2 separate regions of the Mus musculus genome follow, and region 1 is linked to region 2. Evidence: chromatin contacts called from public Hi-C data. All regions are on one chromosome and are shown on one strand. The core of a region is the stretch at or near the end of the contact, and the rest is flanking DNA. Distances in the headings are between cores, read along the strand shown. Region 1 has its middle 19 kb from the start of Gm22421. Region 2 overlaps Gm29865 (a long non-coding RNA gene).

The links. Hi-C and Micro-C count contacts between places; a contact is called where the count stands out from the background.
Region 1: a Hi-C map of bone marrow-derived macrophages shows a contact between it and region 2, with 5 times the contacts expected there. The contact joins two enhancer-like sites. A contact is called at or near these places in 25 of 484 Hi-C or Micro-C datasets (the BV-2 cell line, the C2C12 cell line, the HPC-5 cell line and 15 more) and 2 of 115 datasets of contacts at active chromatin or transcription factors (bone marrow-derived dendritic cells and hepatocytes).

The regions. Positions count from the first base shown.
Region 1 is chr3:132,060,630-132,066,799 of GRCm38.p6, reverse strand. No RefSeq gene overlaps it. Among named protein-coding and RNA genes, the nearest start is that of Gm22421, 19 kb to the left of the region's middle. Within about 2 kb of position 2,194, at least 14 of the 459 cell types and tissues checked have an H3K27ac peak or open chromatin away from gene starts, as enhancers often do. A contact at or near this core is called in bone marrow-derived macrophages, where this site is marked.
Region 2 is chr3:131,972,785-131,978,961 of GRCm38.p6, reverse strand. Gm29865 (a long non-coding RNA gene) reads right to left here. Exons shown (of 3, transcript XR_376086.3): 2 at 4,640-4,733. Among named protein-coding and RNA genes, the nearest start is that of Gm29949, 31 kb to the left of the region's middle. Within about 2 kb of position 2,826, at least 8 of the 459 cell types and tissues checked have an H3K27ac peak or open chromatin away from gene starts, as enhancers often do. A contact at or near this core is called in bone marrow-derived macrophages, where this site is marked.

The DNA of each region.
Region 1 (6,170 bases), core at 945-3,444, 88 kb before region 2:
CTGTGAACTGACAACTAGTGTTCAAGTTCCTTTAAACTCTGTTACTCATGACTTTACAAAGTTACTTAAAAGGTCAAACTGCTGAAGAAGCATCCTGTTAGTGTGAAGTCATTTTACCCCCCAAAAACTAACATTTTAAAAATATTTGTTTATTTTATTATGTTTTTATAATAACATTTAACTCTATACAATAAAAATCATTTTTTGCCCTTTTATCCAACTCAAGTGTAGAAAGTCATTTTAGTGATGTTATTAATATGTGGTCATATCATTGATTATTTTTATGTGAAAAATGTCTATATCCACTTAGCAACCCACATATCCATCTGGACTTCTCTATCTTATAACTATCAGAAAAACAGGGATAATAATAAGTTACAACTGGAAAATATCAAATATATACATTGAGAACAGGAAAGATAATTAGTATTCACATATTAAGTTATTATTCTCATTTTTATACCTACTTACCAAATTAAGATGAATAAACCAAACAAATAGTGCAGAGAGTCCCATAGAAACTCTCTATATATTCTTAACTTATTTCTCCTAGATAAAATGGGGAAACTCTTTTGAATATCAGACTGGTTCCTTCAGGGCAATTAAATCTAAAATATTTGTATAGCTCCAGGTAGAAGCTACTACTTACAATTCTAACCATAAAGAAAGTGCATAACTTACATACACCCAACAGGGAAACATTCAACAGACCTGAGGGCCCAGGGACTAAACATTATAACATCTGCTTATGAAGCAGAAGTAATTCATCACCAACACCAAGAGATTATACCACATCAGAATCATGTGTAGAAGCAGGAAGTTTAGACCAAATACAAAAGTCCTTTAAAAAAAAAAACTTGAGGATGGAGATGAATTGATTAAAAATAGCAGTAAGGACTGATGAACACAACAGTTTAACTCAACAAATAGTTGTGACACGTGGATTCAACCAACATTTCAGCAGAAAGAGATGTGCGTCGATTGCATGCGTGGTCAAGCAACTAATGTCTCAGAGAGCAACAGGTATGTGAAGACGTTCTATACCTCAGTGTAGCAAAGAAACAGACCAACAGTGGGTGCAGGGGCTCACTTAGCTTGGAAGATGAATAGCATGAGCAATGCAGCCTAGAGATTTGGGGGAAAGCATAAGAGAAAGCTCCAGAGGGGAGACGTTCCGAGATGAAAATCCAGCCCACTGTTTACTTTGCTGCCGTCCACTCTCTATATTCCTGAAGAGACAATGCCTGTTTGGGAAAATGCAGGAGGCTCATCACATCAGGGTTTGATTTTATTCCTTGGCAAGAAATGAAGGAAGAGAACAAGAGGCCAGAAACCATGGTAATTAGAGGAGGAGGTTCAAAATCTAAACAATTGTAGTAACCAAAGAGAAAAGCTTTTAAATCAATTGTAAATTGAATTTGGGATAATCGTGCGGCATCATTTTCCTCTGTATCTTCCAAAATGATCCAGATCTGCCAAACACCATCCACAAGCTTATCCTGAACATTTGTTTCCACTAGAGAGTGAAAATTGTTTCTCTAATCTATCCCATTTTTTTGATGCACTGTCAGGAGCATGGCCTATAGGCCTTGAAATATTCAAAATTTATTTTCAAAGATCTTCTGCAGGCATTCCTACTTTGTGACTAAAATAGCATCTGGGGATACAGATTAAGGAAGTCCGTTAATTATGTCTCAACCAGAGTAAGCTTATAACCACATAGGAAAAAAAAATCACATGGCTGGAGAACAGATTCAAGGTATAAAGCCTTTTCCCCTGCTCTCTGTGAGATTTCATGAAGAAGAATCTGAGGCAAACATAAGGATAAGATCATTTGAGGGTAGTGCTGTTAGGTAAGGTTTTACAGTAACAGGTGCAGAGCTCAGATCTTAGCGCCTTAACTGGGGCTGTCATTTAGAATGTCAGTCACATCTCAGGTACCACAGGTGTTCATTTCCTCATCCAGCCTTTCTCACAACTCTGCAATTTTACAAGTATGCATGAGCTAAGAACCTTACATACATATGTCTTCTGAAGTCTGCTTAAGCTGTGGTGTTGAGGGGTGGCCTAGAGAAAGGAGATGTAGTGAGATTTTCTAGCAGAGTAGATTGTCTATACAATATACTGATATGTGTCACCAAAGAACTTCAAGTGTAGACTCTGCATCTCTTTACAGAGAAGAAAGCAAATGGTCCACGCAACGAGAGTGGAGCGACTCTGGCCCCTGCTCTGCCGATCACTGTGTTTGACCTTGTTAACCTTGAAGATCTATGATCCCCTGCAGGTAAGCATTAATAAGAGGATGTGACAGGGTCCACAAGTACATTAGCTGTACATGCAGACCTAAGAGCTCGATATGCAAACTTCTGTGTAACTCTCCAGCTCCATCTATGGAAGGACAATTTTGGACCTAGTTAGCCTGCAGCAATAAAGCGTATCATTAATAATGTAAATGTTGCTCTGTATTTTTAAGGATTCCAAGGAACATCATAAAACAGCTTGCTTCCTCTCAAGAAGGAAGTAAAGATACATTTATTTTGACAGATGATCTCATTCCAAACACTAGCTGTAAATTAGTCACTGTTTCCCTAAGGCAGGCTCCAATTTCCCCAAACTAGAGAAGACAGTTTTATTTGCTCTCCCCTATGTAGTTTCAGTGTCGGCATCGTGTTCCCGAAGGGGTGGTTTGATGTGAGTCACCCACGACTACAGTGGCTTACAATGAACCTGTTTAAGTGATGGTTCAACCTCCAGGGCTCATGGAGCAAAATTTACTCTGAACTGCTCCATTTTAATTTCCCAGGGAGATGGATATTTGTGACTAAAAGAATACTGCTTCACAGGTAGTATATTTAATATTGAGGTGTTCAGCATTGATGACTTCAGTTTGGCTTTCTCTTTTAATAATGACCTTTTAGTCCAAACTTTTATGACATTCTATTTTATAAAACATACCTCCACTGGCTTCCATGTGTTGCTCTTTAAGGTTTACTTAGATTGCCTAAAGTTGACATAAAATTCTTAGTGGAAGAGCCATGTGTGGAAAGTCAGCAAGATGGGTTCCAAATCCAGTGCTTTTGCTAGGAATCACATCTTTGGTCTTACAAGTTCTTGTGGATACAGGAGTTGCATGTGGAAGACACTTGGAGTCTGACCAAACTCATCCTGGAGTAAGACAAGCCACAGTATCATTTGTGCCACCGCCAATTCTCCGCTTGAGTGACCTCTTGGATTTCTGCAATGTCCTTCAGGCTCATAAGTTTCCAGGGAAGCATTCTCATTTACTCAGAAAGGTATTTTCAGACTGATTCCTAGGAATGGAGAGACCTAAAAAATAACTGACCTAATGATCTTGGTAGCTGGAATGAATTGCTTTCGATCCTAGAGGTGCAAAAAAAGGGACTTTCTATTTCATTTTCTGAGATAGGGCATGCAGGTGGCAAACACCAATGATAACTACCTTTGCTATGCACACTCCAGTGAAGTTTGCTTGGCAGGCTGAGAGGCCTGGAAGCACTCACAAGGCAAAGAGTTTCACAGAAACTCACCTCCTGGAGCTTTGGCGTTCTCATTAACCTGTATACTCATACCCTATCCCCGTGTTAGTCTGGTGTATGGATCCACATGCTCTCTTTTAGTATTATTTTATTATAAGTGTCTTTTAAGATTGAATTCTGACATAGCCAGAGGCTTCACCAGTATTCCAATGTCCTAGAAAATGCTTGAAGCCTATGAACTTGGAATCCAATAGGAATGCAGTAAGGAAGTTACCTATTCAGTAACTAATTAAGCATTACATAAGACTGAGCCAGCAGCTCAGGGCTGGTCTGCAGAGTATTTACTAAGGACAGTAGCAAATCTCACCCAAACAAGGGAATACCATGAAAGAGCCACTGAGATAGAAATCTTCAGTACAGACTACATTGCATATTAGAAGCAAGCTGGTGAATTCTTCTGACAAATGGAGAGTCTCCACAGATACTTAAGTTACTAGAAATTATCAGGGCCCAGGAAATAGGGGGCTTTTGGTATTGCAGTATTCATGAGAAGGTCTGCTAAAGTAGAACCCCTGGTGATGGGCTTAACAATAGACTAGCTTTACACCTGGCTCCCTTCTTAGTGGCAGCAGCCTGGTCCCCGCCTTCTTTTGATGTATACATTCCTTTTGTATTGTCACTGTAACTTGGTGGATTGCATCTCATCTGGTTTCTTGCTATTCTGCTGTATAAAAAGTTTGATGCTCGACCTGACAAAATAGATTCAGATTCTACACAACCTCCTGTGTGCGTCTGTCTGTTATTCCCACCAACTCCTTGCCCATCTGCACTCAGAGGCCTGTCCACGTAGACAAAGGGACCCAGAGGGTCTGAGACTTACCTTCAGTTTTCCCTTTCTGCATAAAGACTTCCTCCTAGAGATAGCTCTGAATATTCCTAAGAATGTGGCTTTTAATGTAGAATTATTTTTACAAAGGATGACACTTTTTATTAGTTATTTTATTTATTTACATTTCAAATGTTATCTGCCTTCCCAGTTTCCCCTCCACAAGAACCTCATCCATCACCTCTCCCCCTGTATCTATGAGAGTGCTCCCCCATCAGCCCTCCCATTCCTGCTTCAACAGCCTAGCATTCCCCTATCCTGAGTCATTGAGCCTCCACAGGATCAAGGGGCTCCCCTTCCAGTGATTCCAGATAAGGCCAGCCTCTGCTACATATTCAGCTGGAGCCATGAGTACCCCCTGTTTACTCTTTGTTTGGTGGTTTCGTCCCTGGGAGCTTTGGAGAGTCTAGTTGGTTGATATTGTTGTTCTTCCTATGAGGTTGCAAACCCTTACCTACCATTGGGGTCCCCTTGCTCAGACCAATGTTTGGCTGTGTACATCCACATCTGTATTGGTCCAGTTCTCCCAGAATCTCTCAGGTGGACAGCTATACCAGGCTCCTATCAGTTTTAATGTCCCTTCTATCTTTGAGTGTGTGAGTCCCCTTTGTCCTTTTGTCCCATGCCCATAAGAATAGGCATGCCTCTTGGTCATCACCTCACTGAAAAGGGCTTGAGTGTGCTTGTCTTTATCTGATCAGGGCTCAAGTATTCCAGACAGCCTCCTCCCACTGGCCTTTCAGAACTGCTTCCTTATGGGAGAGTAGTCTTTGGCTCTGCTGTCTGACATGGCTGCATCAGAAACCAGGGCAGATCCCACCATTTTTGCTGTTGCTCCTGCAATAATCCAGAGATAGGAGCATTTATTGTGATGGGTTTAGTGATCTCACTGATGAAGGAAGTACTTACCCACTTCAGCCCTTGCATCCAGGGGCATCACAGACATCTGGAAAGAAGGGTTATGGTAGACAGAGACACAGGACTCTGTAAACATTTTTTTCCCACTGCTGCTTATAGGTTGTTTAGCTATCTATAGAGATAGTATCACAAGCATAGTTTGAACATCCCACCGACATTCTTCCTAGGCTTCTTCTGCTGCTCACAGTTTTCTACAGTCATGGGACCATATTTGGGTCAAGGTTTGTACCCAAGGAAGGAACTGCAGACTACCTGGACCCAAGCAGCAGCACTTAGCTGAATCTTCTCTGAAACAAGTAGGGAACAGAGTTGGCTCTTCACTTACCACAATATAGACCCAGAATTCTCTCTACCACATGCAAACTCATTGTAGTCATATCAGCGCCCATTGTTATCCTGTGGCATCTGCCATGGACAAGTATTATGTTCTTCTTAACCCCCAAGGAAAGAAAATCATAAATATTTTTGAGATATCCTGGAAGATTGCCGTCCCAAAAAATTATCATATAACTCAAAACTTTGAGATGGATTCCCGGGACAACTAGAAAGTATAAAAGAGTTTTATTTTAACTAATAAATATTTAATTAATAAAAATTAATAAAAAGTCAACCCCTTTATCTCTTAAAATAGTGAATGTAATAAGCTAAGGCAGTAGGATTGCCAAGCATTCAAGGCCAATCAAACTACATAGTGAGTCCTAGACTAGTCTGGGCTATAGAGAGAGCGCCTGTCTTTAAATTTAAAGTAATTAAAAATATAATTATACTTTTAAATAAAATGTAATATATCAAAAACAAAATTATCAGCACATATATGAGTTGTTTTAAACATTCTAATTTTTCTAGGGAAATCTTTTATTGTTAAGATA
Region 2 (6,177 bases), core at 1,577-4,076:
CTGTTTTCTCTGACGGTCACACTCAGGAGAGGAAGCTAGAGCCACTAGCTCTCATCTAAGTAGGAATGCCTCCTTTTAATTAAAAATATGAGCCCCCTTGATGCTGGTGATTGTACACTTGACACTATACCTAACAGAAACTATCTGCATCGCCTGACACTTCTAAGTACATTTACATTAATCACAGTCAGCAGCATAGCCATGAAGTTAGAAATTGCTTTATGGCTCTCTGTGGCATATGCCATTTCTGTGGTTTGTTCGTAGTTAATTGAGGTAAGTATAGATTCCAGGGCACTTTAGCATAACTCCATTTCTCAAAAATCTCACACTCTTTTATTTCACTAGAGCTGCCCTAAATGAGGTTTGTTTTGTTTTGTTTTGTTTTGTTTTTTCCCTTAAGAAATGTCACTGTTTTCCTTATTAGCACACAGAATAATTTTTGACTTGGTTTGAAGGCAAGTGTGCAGAAACAGAGAAGTGACCATGTGACCTCCAGTGACCCCCATGTAATTGCCATAAATACAACAAAATGCTAAAATTTCATACTAATGAAGACAAGTTTATAATCAATACAAACATACAAAAGCCATGTAGCATAAAGAAAATACTGCAGAAAATGAAGTGCAACCTCTTTCCCTTAGAGTGTGGAAAGTTTTTTCCTCTCCATTGGGGCCTTCTCTTGTTTCCTTTGAAATTTATATCAAAGCATTCTATGATCCATGTATATTTTAGATTTACAAGAAATAATATAAGCAGAGTATCTGTAATCTGAAAATGTGAAATGCAAAGAATTTGATTGACCTGGTACCACAAGTGAAAAATATCCATATCCAACCTAGATGACCTGTCACAGCCAAAACTCAGGCACATTAACATATCCTAAAACACAGTTGTGAATGCTGTATAAGCAAAATATAAATGAAAGCACACATATGTGAATAAAAGATATAAATTATACATGACTGAGTACCACATTTAAACTTGAACTACATTTCCAACATGAATATTTTAAATATGTCCCATTCCAAATACATCCCCCTAAGTAAAAGGAACACCCACAAATCTAAACCAATTTTCACCCAGGCTATTTGGATAAGGTCCACTCAACCTGTACACCGAATTTTTTCATGTTCAGGAAACCTTACAAACCCTTCCTTTGTAGTTCTACCAGCCATCCATAATGTTAATAATCCCAGAAAATACCCATTTGCTCAGCCTAAAACAACCATCAAAGAAAATTCACTCACTAAATGTCCTGCCTGTCTATGATGAAATAGTCTAAAATGCTATACAACATACAATACAACAATCTCCGCACTCCTTACATGATTTTATGAACAGGTCTGTATTCTACGTCATAGTAGACTTGACAATAAGACTTTGATCATAGTCCCTTTTTGCTTTTATGTGTTTAGCCTAAAGCATCCAATTCCTTTAATCGATGTTCATATAGAGCCTCCTTGATCATTGTACTTATTGTTGTCTGGGACCCCTCCAGGTCTTTCTTGTTTAAGAAGTGGTGGTCGGGAGAATAGAGATGACTCCAGTTCTTATGCAATCATGGATGATGTCTCCTGGTTTGTTTCCAGGGCTCTTTGTGAGGTAGGCCATTGGTGCTCTGGGCGGGGGGAGGCAATCTGAAATCATTTCTTACTTGTGTGCATCAGAGAGTTCATCTTTTACAAGTTGACATTCAAATAATCAAGAACTCATCCTTTGATTTATTCCTGCACCCGGCAGCTTTTTTTCCGCATCACAGTTAGTAAGTTCAGTTGGAGAGATTTGTTCCTTTAAAGTTTTTTTTTAATATTACCAGTCTTTCAGGGCAGCCTTCCTCAGAGGTCGCCCTACCACCATGTTTACCCCCGTCAGTCTCACATTTTGCTTCCTGTCTTTCAGGGAGTCCTTAACACACAATAAAAGCGTTTTCCCCAAAGACATGGGAACTATTTTTAAAAGTGTCTTTTATCAAATAGTTTATTTTTACAGTGTGTATTAAAGCAATCTGACCGTGTTTTACAAATTCCAACATCTTGTCCTGGGAACTAGTGAAAGCAATTTTTCACATATTTCTACTGAATGCATTTAAATGCAAGAGAATTCCACTGATCTCTAGGCATTAGCAAGTTAGAGTTGCCAGTTATAGAGCCTGGTCCCTCACCTCACGACATTCTGTATCTGGAATTTCTTTGTAGATTTTTTTTTTTCCTTTTTACAGCTGGCTTTGTATTCTCTGTTTGTTTGGGTTAGTTGGTTTCCTAAAAGGTAAAATATGAAGGCTACCCAAAATGAATATGATACCAATATATCCATGTACTTATAGATAGGAAACTACTCAGATAATGTTGTATGATGCTGTGTTTATTTAAATTAAGGTTACAAAATAATTGTAACTCACAGTAAGAAAAGAAGGTTCATTTTCGGATCTTAGAGTATGTGACAGTATGAGAACTTCATTGAAGTCACTGGAACCACACAGACCCCCTCCTCCGCATGTACCCATGGTCCTTATATACTAACACTTATTGTAGCATTTGTAAAGATGCGCCATCAGTCAGGACTCCTAAAACATATTGAGACAGCATGCAAGGATGTAACATCCCCACAATTGATGACCATCCAAAACTGGGAAACAAATGCTAAGTTGTATTCTGGAGTACAGTTGTCAGCCATGTTCACAATATCTGCACTACAGTCTTTATATCACGTACAGAACACAAAGCATGAGCTCTGCATCTGCTTTCTCTCAGTCAAGGGTACAGATGAGCTTCAAATTCCAAAGGCCAGCGCCTTAGAATCACTCTGTTAATGGTCAGCATTGCCCTCTAGTGGCAAGCACGACTAACCACAGCTTTGTCCTCCTTCAGTGACCCCAGAGGGCAGCCAGACGGGGCAGATTTGAGGAAGAGAAAAAGTACCAATGTTGGCAACACCAATTATCAAATGGAACCAGATTTTGACATTTATGATTTTTTTTTTTAGCATGAGCATTTTTTTCCAGTCTCTGGTGGAAGCCTGGAGGTTCATGGAGCCTGATGGAAAAACTAAGGATACTGGTCTGAAGTGTGTGTGTGTGTGTGTGTGTGTGTGTGTGTGTGTGTGTGTGACGTGACCTCAGGAGGTCTCTCAGGATCTCATGTAAACTAAAGAGTGTAAGTGTAGATCTTGCATGTGTGCAGGTCTTGTATATGTGTAGAACTTGCATTTTGCAGATCTTGCATATGTACAGATCTTGCATGTGTGAAGATCTTGTATATGTGTAGATCTTTCATTTGTATAGATCTTGCACGTGTGAAGATCTTGCATATGTGTAGATCTTTCATGTGTGTATATCTTGCATGTGTGCAGACCTTGTATATGTGAAGATCTTGCATATGTGTAGATCTTGCATGTGTGAAGATCTTGTATATGTGTAGATCTTTCATGTGTGTAGATCTTGCATGTGTGCAGATCTTGTATATGTGTAGATCTTGCATGTGTGAAGATCTTGTATATGTGTAGATCTTTCATATGTGTAGATCTTGCATGTGTGATCTTGCATATGTACAGATCTTGCATGAGTGAAGATCTTATATATGTGTAGATCTTGCATGTGTGAAGATCTTGTATATGTATAGATCTTTCATGTGTGTAGATCTTGCATGTGTGTAGATCCTGCATGGGTCTCCTTTTATTGTCTTCATATGTTGCATGACAAACTAAGAAAGACAGTGATCAGTCAGTCAAAAGCAGAATCAAAAGCTCCTTTATTCAGAAAAGTGATGAGACTTTAGAGATGAAAAGAGAAGAGGAAGAGAGAATAGTTTCTACCTCCATTTCCAGGTACAAAGGAAACAAAGAGGGAGGGGGAAACTCTTTAGTTTCCTAACTCTCTTAGAGAAATCAAGCACACACATACATATAAATAAATATGTAAAGAAACAAAACAAAACAATACAAAAGAGGAAACACATACTTAGGCTGAATACAAATATGGAGCCTTTAACTTTCTCCAAGAGGTGGTCAAAACTAGGTAACTTAGTAATGAATCATCTATTGCAGTTATTTTGTGTATGGCTGTATGTACATGCAAGCATGTGTGTGCAGGTACAAATGTATACATGATATGGAAGCCAGAGGACAACCTTGGAATCTCAAGAGCCTTCCACCTTTGTTTTGATACAGAATCTAGAACTTGCCAAGTAGATTAGGCTAGCTGTCCAGAGAGCCCCAGGAGCCCACCTGATGCTGCCTCCCTAGCTCTTAGATGACATCCATAGGCAACCATAGCTGGTTTTTTGTATGAGCTCTGGATCCTCCTGTTTCACTGATGGAGCGCTCTCACCAGCCCTGTTGCAATCACTTTTGACGAGAAGCAAAAAAACAGATGCAGAAATGTGACTTGGCTCCTTGAGATCCTAAGTCAGCCAGGAGAATGCTGTGATTTGGATCCCTGCTTGGGGAGCACTTTTTCATCCTGTGGATGTGGCACACCTAATGACAGCAAAACATCTGTTCACCTTGACACCTGCCTTTGAAGAAAACCAAAAGCCAGATAAGCTCCCGCACATGCTCCAGCCAGGTCTGATGATCCTCTGAAAGGTCTGAGGAAAGTAAATCCCAGGGATCAAATATCAGCGCTCACTCCTTGAGGACTTACCTGTTCACAAGGTCAGGCTAGGCAACGTATTCGTAAATGCAGCAACAGTATAGGCTGGCAAATAGCCTTCGTAACCGCAAAGGGATTCTTGGTCCTGAGGAAAAGAAAGACCATGTTTTGACTTTCAGGATTTCTACAACTCCAAGAAGATTTATAATTCTATAAATCAGAATACTGCCACAATGGAGAGGCCCAGAGAGGCTAAGGGAATTACTCAAAGACACACAGCTCTTCAGTGGCTTAGTCATATGCATCATCTAATTCAATTACTATTAACTGGACGCTTGGAGGGCTTTGGATTTGTACAAACCTGCTGTGGTTTGGGAGCAAGTGAGAAGCACGCTGCTCAGTGTCTTTGGAACGTACTTCAATGAAGTGACGCTTGGGTAGCTGCTTGATGAATGAGTTTTCCAACTGCTTCTTATTCTAACATAGCCGTAGAGCAATAATGACGACGTTACATTGTTTCCCTGGTGCCTCCTAAATCCTTGCTACATCCACTAACTTTGGTATGACACTCATATTCTATATCCTAAATGTTTTGTTTAAAATGACTTAAATATCTCATAATATTCTGTCTCCAAAACAAAAAAAGGAGCATATCTCAATAAAAAGCTTTTATCGTGAACTCTGTGACACTGGGAATCTCCTTTCATTGGCCTGGTTAGGATGGCCATGTCTAATTTGACCTGAGTTTCCGCTAAATTATACTTGAAATCTTTCTCTGGTTAGATTGTTTGAATATCAGATGAATCTTTTCGTGTGACATGAATAAATACAGAGTTACAGAAAGGACAGAAAAATATATAAAGCATTTGTTATGCCACTGGAGAAAATAACATTTTTAATACAGAAAGATATATATATATATATATATATATATATATATATATATATATATATATATATATATCAAGTTTTCAGTTTGGCAACTGAACATCCTGTAATAGTATATAAAGTAGTAAAATTGAAAACTCAGGTTTATTTATAAATTGACTTCCAGTTAATATAAGTGCTTCGAGTGAGAAATGTCCCCCATAGGATCCTGTATTTGAAATCTTGGCCACTAGTTGGCAGCACTGTTTGCATGAGGTTATGGGACTTTTCAAGCATGAAGCCTCACTGGAAGAAATATGTCACAGAGAGCTTCGAGAAGTTATACCCTCGTGTTCTCTCTCTAGGCTGGCTGTGTGAGAAGCGTGATCACCCAGCCCCCAGCCTTGACAACCTGCTGCTGCCACGACTGCTTAGCCACTGTGGATTCTCCCTCCAGATAGTAAGTCAAAGTAAACGCTTCTTCGATGTGTTCCTTTTATGCATTTTTTACAGTAACTAGTAAAAAAAAATTGTTATCAGGAATAGAGTTGTTGCTGCACAGAACATGACAGTGTGGTTTTATGGAAGTATGTGGAGGACTTTGTAATCTTGAACTCAAAAAGTGGTCGAATGCTACAGAGCTTGATGGACCATTCTAGTAGGAGCCTGGAAGTAGTACTAGGAGTGAAGTGGGTGGTGGAGATCCAATTCACTACACATTA